Linked DNA regions of Sus scrofa: regions 1 and 2 are each linked to region 3. A link is a contact called in public HiChIP or PLAC-seq data. All regions are on one chromosome and are shown on one strand. Each heading gives the region's core, a stretch centred on a gene start, on an enhancer-like site or on the middle of the called end of the contact. The rest is flanking DNA. Distances are from core to core; before and after follow the strand shown. Region 1 holds the start of PRPF4B (serine/threonine-protein kinase PRP4 homolog). Region 2 holds the start of ECI2 (enoyl-CoA delta isomerase 2). Region 3 holds the start of CDYL (chromodomain Y-like protein).

Evidence for each region. HiChIP or PLAC-seq counts read pairs in DNA pulled down with a chosen protein or histone mark.
Region 1: a contact with region 3 is called in an H3K27ac HiChIP or PLAC-seq map of alveolar macrophages. The contact joins the promoter of PRPF4B here to the promoter of CDYL in region 3. A contact is called at or near these places in 2 of 5 promoter capture datasets (fetal liver and liver), 1 of 47 Hi-C or Micro-C datasets (fibroblasts) and 1 of 2 datasets of contacts at active chromatin or transcription factors (alveolar macrophages).
Region 2: an H3K27ac HiChIP or PLAC-seq map of alveolar macrophages shows a contact between it and region 3. The contact joins the promoter of ECI2 here to the promoter of CDYL in region 3. A contact is called at or near these places in 1 of 5 promoter capture datasets (liver), 1 of 47 Hi-C or Micro-C datasets (embryonic fibroblasts) and 2 of 2 datasets of contacts at active chromatin or transcription factors (alveolar macrophages and skeletal muscle).

The regions. Positions count from the first base shown.
Region 1 is chr7:2,380,680-2,384,037 of Sscrofa11.1, forward strand. PRPF4B (serine/threonine-protein kinase PRP4 homolog) reads left to right here and starts at 1,825. Exons shown (of 18, transcript XR_002346264.1): 1 at 1,825-2,025. LOC102161992 (a long non-coding RNA gene) reads left to right here. Exons shown (of 2, transcript XR_304244.3): 2 at 1-52.
Region 2 is chr7:2,444,840-2,448,211 of Sscrofa11.1, forward strand. It overlaps ECI2 (enoyl-CoA delta isomerase 2), which reads right to left and starts at 1,333. Exons shown (of 10, transcript NM_001113443.1): 1 at 1,274-1,333. The coding sequence starts at 1,329. It overlaps LOC110261764 (a long non-coding RNA gene), which reads left to right and starts at 1,276. Exons shown (of 2, transcript XR_002346265.1): 1 at 1,276-1,373.
Region 3 is chr7:2,844,422-2,847,445 of Sscrofa11.1, forward strand. CDYL (chromodomain Y-like protein) reads left to right here and starts at 1,482. Exons shown (of 7, transcript XM_021100128.1): 1 at 1,482-1,891. The coding sequence starts at 1,868.

The DNA.
Region 1 (3,358 bases), core at 575-3,074, 460 kb before region 3:
AATCCCAACTTACACGCTATTAGTAAATAAATATATTGGTTGAAAATATAAACCAATAATAGCACAGTGGTTAACAAATCCAACTAGGAATCATGAGGTTGAGGGTTTGATCCTTGGCCTTGCTCAGTGGGTTAAGGATCTGGCGTTGCCGTGAGCTGTGGTGTAGGTCACAGACACGGCTTAGATCCCACGTTGCTGTGGCTCTGGCGTAGGCCAGCAACTACAGCTCCCATTGGACCCCTAGCCTGGGAACCTCCATATGCGGTGGGAAGGGGCCCTAGAAAAGGCAAAGAGACCAAAAAAAAAAAAAAAAAAAGAAAGAAAATATAAACCATTCTTAACATAGTTCTGAAAACTATTTTATTTGAAAGAAGCCTTCTGGATTTCCCTGGTGGCACATCAGGTTAACAATCAGGCAATGTCACTGCTATTGTGGAGGCTGTGGCTCCCGTCTGATCCCTGGCCTGGGAACTTCCACATGCCTCAGGCGAGGCCCAAAGGAGAGAAAAGAGAAAAAAAAAAAAAAAGCAGCAGCAGCATTCTCAGTTATTATACCTGAATTTGATTATTAAGGGGACAGAAAGCCTTCATAAAGGAAACAATATAATTAAGGACCATATAAAGAAATGCCACAGGAGTTCCTGCTGTGGCGTAAGGGAAACGAATCTGACTAGGAACCATGAGGTTGCAGGTTCATTTGATCCCTGGCCTCGCTCAGTGGGTTAAGGATCCAGCATTGCATAGGTCACACATGCGGCTCAGATCTGGCGTGGCTGTGGCTTAGGCTAGCAGCTTGCAGTTCTGATTCAACCCCTAACCTGGAAATCTACATATGCCACGGGGGTGCAGCCCTAAAAAGCAGAAAAAAAAAAAAAAAAAGGAAATGCTACAATAGGTGTGGGGTGGGGCAACCCCCAAAAGTCAATAAATATCCAAGGTTGATTTAATGTTAGTAATATTCATGGGGGGAAACGCTTATTAACATTAAACACGTTTGGAATTCAGCCAACCAGGGGCTTATTTTGTCGGAATATTTGTAACTCCTCCCCTCTATAAAATCATGAGGTATATAAGATCAGATATTCCGAGGTCAAAATTCTAGGCCAAACCCCACAAACTCAGTTGCTGACAAGAATAAAAGTGATCACCACCCTGCTTTTAAGATTCAGATCATGGAGAAAGATACTTTTGAGAGAGAGCATATAAAAACATACGTTGAAAGCTCTCCAAGAGCCAATAAATGTTTTCTCATACAATAGTTCATTACTCATAATGAGATACATAACCATTACATAATTGCATTACTGTAGATGCCATTATTATGGAAAAACAATCACATGAAGGTATTCGGGCCAAAAATATTACTTAAAAATTCAATTTACGGAACCAGCGAACATGAACAGGAGCAAGGGACTCCTGAATCCTTATGCTGAAGATTTCAAATAAATGTATCAACAATAGCTCCCTCTGTCCTGGCTCCAGCCCTACCTTTCAGTTTTCTCAACTTGCCTTTCTACAAGCTTTCCCTTAATGCCTTAATGCTAGGCAATAAAAAGGCATTCATTATGCTCCCAGCGTTGCTCTTGTTTGCCCTAGTTTCGGAATTTTAACTAAGTCTGGGTCCCACAGTGAAACCGGTTCTCGGAACTGCGACCACGGCGCAGACAGCCTCCTCCCTCCGCTCCCTCCTCCCTCCAGCACCCAGAACTCCGCCTGGGTTCCAGCACGCAGCCCAGGCAACGTAACCGCTTACGGCCCGAGCCGGCGCCGCAGCCCCGCCCCGCCCCGGAAGTGCGTCACGACGCTCGCGCGCCCCGTCCCCGGATGCACTTTTATATCCGGATTCTTCGAGCGGCCTCAGCTCCACGGTTCCCGACGCGGTCGGCACATGCGCGAGGACCCTGCTCCCTCTTCCTCCGCCTCCACTGGCTCCCACCGTCCGGGAAGCCGCCGCCACCGCCGCCGAGGAGTCAGGAAGTTCAAGATGGCCGCCGCGGAGGCTCCGACGCTGCGGGAACAGCCAGAGTAAGTAGTCTGGGAGCGCGGAAGGCCGGCGTCCGGGCCCGGCCGAGGGGAACCGGCGGAGAGCTGCCAGGCGGGCGGGAAAGTTCGGGCCCCGCGGCCACGGCCAAACTTTGCCTCGCGCGCGCGCGCGGGTCGTGGGGCGCGGGCGGGCGGCAAGCCGCGCGCCGCTCGCCCGGAGGCCGCGGCTGTTGGGTCCAGGGCGGCGGGGCCTGCCGCGTCGTTGCCCCGGGAGGCGTGGGCGCGAGCGGCCTCTACAGGTCCGGGGCGCGAGGCCCCAGCGCGGGCGCGCCTTCCGCCTGTCCTCCGCGGGGATGAGCCAGGCTCCTGGCCGCAGCCCGGCGGCCTCGGTGCGGACCCCCGGAGCAGCCGGGCGGCAGCGGGCGAGCCCTGAGACCTTCCCTCTGCAGGCGGTACCGGTGGTCCTGGTGCCGGTGTCACGTTTAGGACCTGGAGGCAGAGAAGACAAGGGCGCGGGGCCGCCCTCCTTAACCATCCCAGAGCTAGAGTTTGTGGCTGGCGGGGTACTTCCTCCAGCATCCACCCGATATTCATCCCCCTGCCCATTGCAACTCATTTGCCAGCTTGCGAACTTGAGGCAAAGTAAGATCAAGTTCTCGGTTTTGAGGCCTAGTGTTTTTAGCCAGAGCTTATAGCGTTCATTTGGGAGTGGGAGAAATAATGGGCATTGTTACCACCTTCCGAACCCAAGCACTTCACGTCTGTAATTAAGCTAATTATGTGCGGCCGAGTGAAAACCTACTTGTATGTGCGGCAAGGCTAACCATTGCTTAACTAAAAGCGGTGTTTCGTTTTTCATGTGTTTGATAGGGAAACTCAAGAACATAAGAGAATGGATTTTAAAACAGTATTGCTATAACGACCCTTTTTTTGGCATCGGCATTATCTGATTTGTTTCTAGCCATCTTAGGAAAGAGGCAGATATAGTCTCCCAGCAACTTTGGGCTGAGAGAGGGTGGAAATCTCCCCACCGGTGCTGTTCGCCCAGCTCTGGACCCTTCGGTGATTTGCTTTGCTCAGCTAGACAGGGAGTACAGATTTTTTATCAAGAGCTTCTGAAAGCAGATTTATCATCTTAACAATTTTACTTAAAAGAGAGCAAATGGGTCCTGAAGTTTTAACTAGACTTTGCCTTTCTCATCCACTTCACAGTGTGGCCCAGTTATGTCTTCGTGCCAGGACAGCGCAGGTCTTAGACTGTGCAGATGATTTTTCTAGTAATCGGTTTAAAGTTCTATGTATTATGTTCACTTACTTGATTTCAGGGACAGTTCCGATTGCTTTTGAGGAGTGGTTCAGCCATCTTTATTTACAT
Region 2 (3,372 bases), core at 83-2,582, 400 kb before region 3:
TCAAAGACCTGGAGTGGCCCTGAGGCTTGAGACCCCCCTCCCATGCTTAGCGCCCTGCAATAAATCCTCAGTGCGCTGCCAACTCAGAGTTTGGCTTTCTGCCCTTCTGGGCTCATGGGCCCTTTTGCTTGGTCACATACTCACTAATTAACAAAGTATAAACTAGTGTCCGGTCAATTCCTTCCTGTCTGCTCAGCAAAAAATGTGTGTACACAAGCAACAGGCGGGGCGAATGAAGACGCCAGTGTTCAGAAGGGCAGATGGACACGTGCTGGCTTTCCAGACAGAGAATGCCTCTTTGTCTTGGAGGTAGGGAACCCCACCTGCCCTGGATGGTGAAGCCGGTGGGCAGACAGCCTCAGTCCTCATCCTGAGATGTTTAAGGGGCCAGGTGGAAGCAAAGCACAGACAGCAAGTGCTTCCAGGTAAGTAGCAGAGTAAGCAGAGGGGAGGAGAAAGCTTCCATGCCCAGCAAGGAGTCACAAACAATGGATGTTCCCAACAATGACCCTGGAATAGCCAAGTCGATGGCACCAAAGATAATTAAAATCACAGTTACAAATAAACCCCAACTTAAACGTATCATCCTCAAACCCTGAGTTAGTGTCATTCAGTAAAACTGGTCTTCTATAAGTCTCATGTTAAATAACTGAATTTTTTTAATTCGAAAAGGGGAAAGCTATGCATCCTATGTGAATTTAACAGCCGTTCAGTCCTAAGCAGAAAATGAAAGGAAAACTTCAAATGTTTGTGAACGCCGAAATGTTAAAGTTCTCACAAAACAGAGTGCAAATTTATTCATTTTAAAGGACTGTTTTCTAAAAAATGGCAAAACACGACCGTTTATTACGTAAAATCGGGAAAAATCACTCCGGACTCCGACCCCCTGAAGGCAACCGGCAGGGTTTTCCCATCACGTGGGCACAGCTCGGTGCGGGATTTCGCGCTGCCTGGCTGTGCACCCGCCACGCCACCGTCCCTGGAACAGGACGTTCTCCAGGAGCGGACAGGTCACCCGCAGCCTGACCCCAGGGCGCGCGCGAACCTTCAGGGCAGCTCGCCCGTCCTCCCCAATCCCCCACTCAGCAAAGCCCCTCGGAGCCCGCGGCGGGGCCGGGAGACCCAGCTGCGCAGTCCCGACCCTGGTGCCCGCCGCATAGGAGAACGCCTGGCATCCCTCCGTCCTGGAAACTTGCAAACCCAGCGGCCACCGAGACGCTATAGCGGACCGGGTGCCCCCTGCAAGACCCGCGGGCCCGGGCTCAGCACTTACCCCCGGAAAGCGCCCGAGAACCAACGATGCGCCAGCAGGCCCACCACCCTAGCCATGGCCGGCGTGGGCGGGACTCCGGGGACCCGGCCGCTGACCGCGGGTAGGAGCCGCGACATCATAGGTCGGAGCAGGGCCGGGGCGGGGCCGCAGCGCCGGGGAGCCGGGGCGCGATAGGTTGGAGCGGTCGGGGCGGGGCCATCATATGGGACGGAGGCGGGGCCAATCTGAAGGGAGTTGGGGCGTCTGGGGGCCCGGGGCGGGGCCGACGCTCAAGGTCAGGAGCCACCGGAAGCCTCCGGGCGCGTGGCCTGGGCACTGCTGGAGCCAGAGGCGCGGCGGGTTCTCTCCGCGGCCCGAGCGCATCTGTGTGAGAGAAGCACTAGTTCTGCGAAGGCCGCGGATGCCAGAGGCGCGCGGGGCGGGCGGAGCGGGCGGCGGTAGAGGCATAGTGGGGGTGGACAGCACTCCCTGACTCAGGTCTGAAGGTAAAACCAGTGGGTCTGGTTATTCAGGGTTTTTTTTGGTTTTTGTTTTTTGTTTTTGTCGTTTTGCTATTTCTTGGGCCGCTCCCGCGGCATATGGAGGTCCCAGGCTAGGGGTCTAATCGGAGCAGTAGCCACCAGCAACACCAGATCCGAGCCACGTCTGCAACCTGCACCACAGCTCACGGCAACGCCGGATCGTTAACCCACTGAGCAAGGGCAGGGACCGAACCAACAACCTCATGGTTCCTAGTCGGATTCGTTAACCACTGCGCCTCGCGGGAACTCCTGGTTATTCAGTTCTTAGTGCAATCATATACTCCCATTCGTTTCTGGATAAAATGAAGAATCACAGAAGGCCAGCCAAGGCTTCGTCTAAGTGCTAATCTCCACCCCGTTATAGGGTCAGGTTGCCCTGTCGCTCTGAAGGCTTGGCAGGGGGATGCCCTGTCGGCTAGGTCCTGTCTTAGAGTATCAGTTGCAGGGGAGAGGGGGCATGCCAGGGAGGGGAGTTGATCCAGGCCTGCGCAGAGAATCCCAGACGCCCCTCGTGGTCACAGGTCCCCAGGAGGAGCTGTCCCTGCTGTAACTCGTCTTTGGGGCCAAGATGTCACAGTGTTGTGCTCAGCGTTCGGGCTAAATGTTTACTTTTAGGATCACAGAGTAGAACTTACCATATTTGACTGTCCTGCCGTCATAGTATTATTTCAGCTTCTGACATTCGAGCCATCAGGTGCTCTGATGACAACATGTAAAAGCCTGTCAGGCTCAGTGTTGGGAGACAATTCGGATGCTCTGTTATCAGTGAGAGGCAGAGTCAGAAGCACTCATACCCTCCCGTCAGCAGGCCTGTCACTTCTGATGGCTGCCCAGTCCGGGCGATCCTTTCCAAAACGGATTAACCCCCCCCCCCCCCGAACTCTGGTGCTATGTCTGGATTACTGTGGCTTGAATTATTGTCACTTAGGCCACTTGCCAGTTTTGCTGACCTCAGCCCCATCTGCAGGCCACCCTCTTCCTGCTTCCTGACTGACGTGCCTACATTATGAGCCTAACAGGACCCTCATTCTCCCGCAACCTTCCCCTGGGGTTGAAAATGACAGAGTGGGCCCCGTGGCCTTTGGAGCAAACCCGGACAGCTTCGCCTGCCCTGTGAGGTCCTCAGGCTCAGGCCTTTGCCTCCTGCCCGGTGTGTCTCTCACCGACCCCGCCCTTGGACCTGGGAACCTGGCAGCTGGTGGACTGGGGATGCTGTTCCCCTGCTTCCATGTTCTCCCCTCCAGGCACTGTCTCTCCCAGGAAGTCCTCCGACCCTCTGCTGGGTGTGTCCTCTCTGTCTGTCATCTCAAAGCTCCTGTCTGGTTGTGCGTCTCATTGTCACCTGTCTCATCACTCGCCCAGGGCACGCCTGGGCAGGGTTCCCCACTTTCCCTCGACGGATGCACTGCTTGCCCTGAAAGACTCTGCGAATGTGTGTTGAAAGCTTCCGACTAGGCCACCTTTATCCATGTTGGATGGTACGTTGGGAGTAAATTGCTTCCTTTTTATTAAGTCGTCAGGAGGAATTAACACCAGGGCTGGGGGAGAGTTCCCTTGCGGCATGGGGGGTTAAGGATC
Region 3 (3,024 bases), core at 232-2,731:
AGAGGGAACTGCAGGCAGAAGCGTCGGCGTGAAGGCAGTGGTGATTCGACTTCAAGTGACTTAAGGGCAAGCGTGGCGCTTGTTCGTGGGCGTGGGGAGGGCAGGAAGCTTCAGCGGGCTCTCTGCAAAGCCTTGCGGTTGCTAAACTGTGCGAACGGGGCACGATCGAATTGGGTTTTAGGAAGAAAACTGGTGGGAGGAGCCTGGTTTCTAGGAGGTCAGTTGGGAACTGGAGCTAGACAGAGCACCGGGAACGGGGTGGCAGGAGAGGATGCCCTGGGAGAGATGAGGCTTTGGTGGTGTCTTCCTGCCGTAGGGGGTGGGGGACAGCGTAAGCCTGTCTCTGCGGTGCCTCGGGGGGGAAGTTCCGCTCTATTCGCAGGAAGGTTGGGAGTTGCGGCTGTTTGTGGGAGTCAGGCCGGGCAGCCCCTTCCTCATTCCACACGGATGGGGAAGCGTCCGGTGTCCCGGCAGGTGTGCCCTGGGAGCTAGCCCGCGCGCGGGCCGCCCCCACTTTGCCCTGCTCCCCTGCCAGGCGGAGGAAGGGCCAGCCCATCGCTGTGGTCCCGGCAGGGCTGGTCGCCTAGTTGTCCACACCGTCCCCCCCAAGGAGAACCACCACTGACAGCTTCGTTCCTTTGGAACCCAGACCTCCCTGGAGCCCAGATTCCGGCCCCTCCTCCCGGCTCCCCTTCGGAGGAGGCGGACGCTCCAAGAGGAACAGGGAGGCCCGGCGTGGGGGAAGCTGCGGGCCGAGAGGAGGCGGCCGCGCCCTCGCGCCGCCCTCGACTGCGCCGGGCTCCCGCCCCGGCCCCCACCCCGGGCCTGCCGCCGAGCGCGCGTGCCGGGCCCCACGCGGGCGCGCGCTCCGACTCCGGGTCTTGGCGGCTGCCGCGGGGGAGGCGGGCACGTGGTGGGGCGGGGGCTCCACCTGGCCACGCCGCCGGCCCTCCGCAGGCTGCCCGGGCCGGAACGGGCGACGCGGCGGGCGCCCGGGGGCGGGGGCTCCGCGCGTTCCGGGGAGAGGCCGCGCGTCGCTGCCGTCGGGGCGGCGGGCGCGGTTCGCGGGGTGGCCCGGCCCCATGGTCCCCTGGCCAACTCCGGGGCCGCCGGCGCCTGCCCCCGAGCGCGCCGCCGCCGCCGCCCTGCGCCCGCCCGCCCCAGAGCTCGGCTCCCACGTCGAGGCGGGCGGGCGCCGCGGCCGGGTCCGACCTCCGCGAGGGCATTTGGGCGAGTCGGGTCCCGCCCCAGCCCCGCCCCCGCCTCGCCCGGCCCCGCCCCCGCCCGGGCTCCTCCCCTTCCTGCCGGCCGGCCCCCCGCGGCCGCCCGCCCGCCGCGCCCGGAGCGCAGCCCGCTGCTCCCCTCGGCCGCCCCGCCCGCCGGCCGCCCCGCCCCTCCCGCGCGGGCGGCCCGAAAACCCGGAGCGCGGGAGCGCGGCTCGGCCGGGCCGGGCGGCTGCACTGGGCATGCTCAGTAGCCGGGGCAGGTTTTTTGGTCGCAAGTAGGAAGCTTCTTGCACTACACCGGAGAGGGGGAGCCGCGGAGCCAGCGCGCCGCCGTGCACCGCCGCCGCGCCCGCCCCAGCCCGGCCCGGCCCCGCGGCGGCGCGATGAGCCCGAGCCCGAGCCGGCCCGCCGGGGAGTGAGCGCGGCGCGGAGGGCGCGTTGCGCAGCTGCTCCTGCGCACAACCCGGCCGGCGGCCCGCACCGGCAGGAGTGAGCGGCCGGTCCGCGCTGCGCCCGGCGCCGGAGCCGAGCGGAGCAGGAAGCGCAGGCCACGCAGGGACCCAACTGAAACAAAGTGTCGGCCGCCGGCGGCGCGGCGCCTCGCCCGCCCTGCCCCCGCGCCCCCCGCCCCGCCGCCCACCATGGCCTCCGAGGAGCTGTACGAGGTACCTCCCCTCCCCCCGGCCCGCCGCCCCGCCCGGCCCCCGCCCGACGGCCGGCCCGCCGCCCCCTCCCCCCCGGCCGCAGTTTGCTGGACGGAAGCGCGTGCGCCCGGGCCCGGCGGCGGCGGCGGCGCCCGACTTGCGGGGCCCGGGGTCCCGGCCGCGGGCAGGAGCGCTGACGCGAGCGACTTGCTCGGACGGAGCCCAAAGTGCCCGCGGCGGGGCGGTGGGTGCGGAGCCCCCGGCACCGCCCGGCGGGGTCTGTGGGCGGCGCGGGGGTGCTCTCCTGGCCGTTTGGCGGAGCGCTTCGGGGAGGGTTTGCCTCCGGTGTTGGGGGGGCGAGAGAAGAGTGCAACTGCCTCCCGACTCTGTGCTGGCCCGAGCGATGCAAAATATCGCACCGAAAATGCTCGGCGTGGACCACATGGTTTAATTAGGTTAGCATTGTGGCCAGAGCCAGGAAATTTAAATTTAACGCTGATACACCGTCATTCATTTGCGCCGCAGCGGTGCAAGTAAGAAGGGGCACCATCAGAGCTGTAAGTTATGGGCGATGGGTTTGCCAGCGTCGACTTCAAGTTGTGCGGTTGTCAGTTGGAATCTTTAGACATGTTTTGTACGCCTCGATGTAACTTCTTGACGTGTTGCAAAGTCGGCTTCCCGGGAGTATGGAAGCTTGGAAGCCTTTCTGTTCTTTTGGATAAAGGGTTCTTCTGTGGCGTATATATTTCCGTATATACATCTTCATGAGAGACTTAAAACTTGTGGAAACTCTCTGGGTTCACCTCTTGGAGGTGTTTAGGGACTTAGGAAGTGCAAGCGTCTGTAACAGGCAGAGCCCCTTGGCCCTCGTGAACCCTTCATAAGAAGCAGGTGAACCTTCTTCAGGCTCTTCTCCCGGAGTGGGTTATCGCAGTTGGCACCGAATGGAGCTCTCTTGCCAACAGTGATGGCCTTCTAGCAACTTTCTGTTGCTTTTGAAAAGCAAGTGTTTGCAAACGTTCTCTGTAGGAGGTTTTGCCATGTGTAGACTTGGTGGTGGGTTTGTGGCCTGCCCTTACATTGTACGTGGTCAGTGTACCTTGGCTGGCACTGAACATGGTCCATTCTCTTCAACCATTTTACACCTTAGCGAT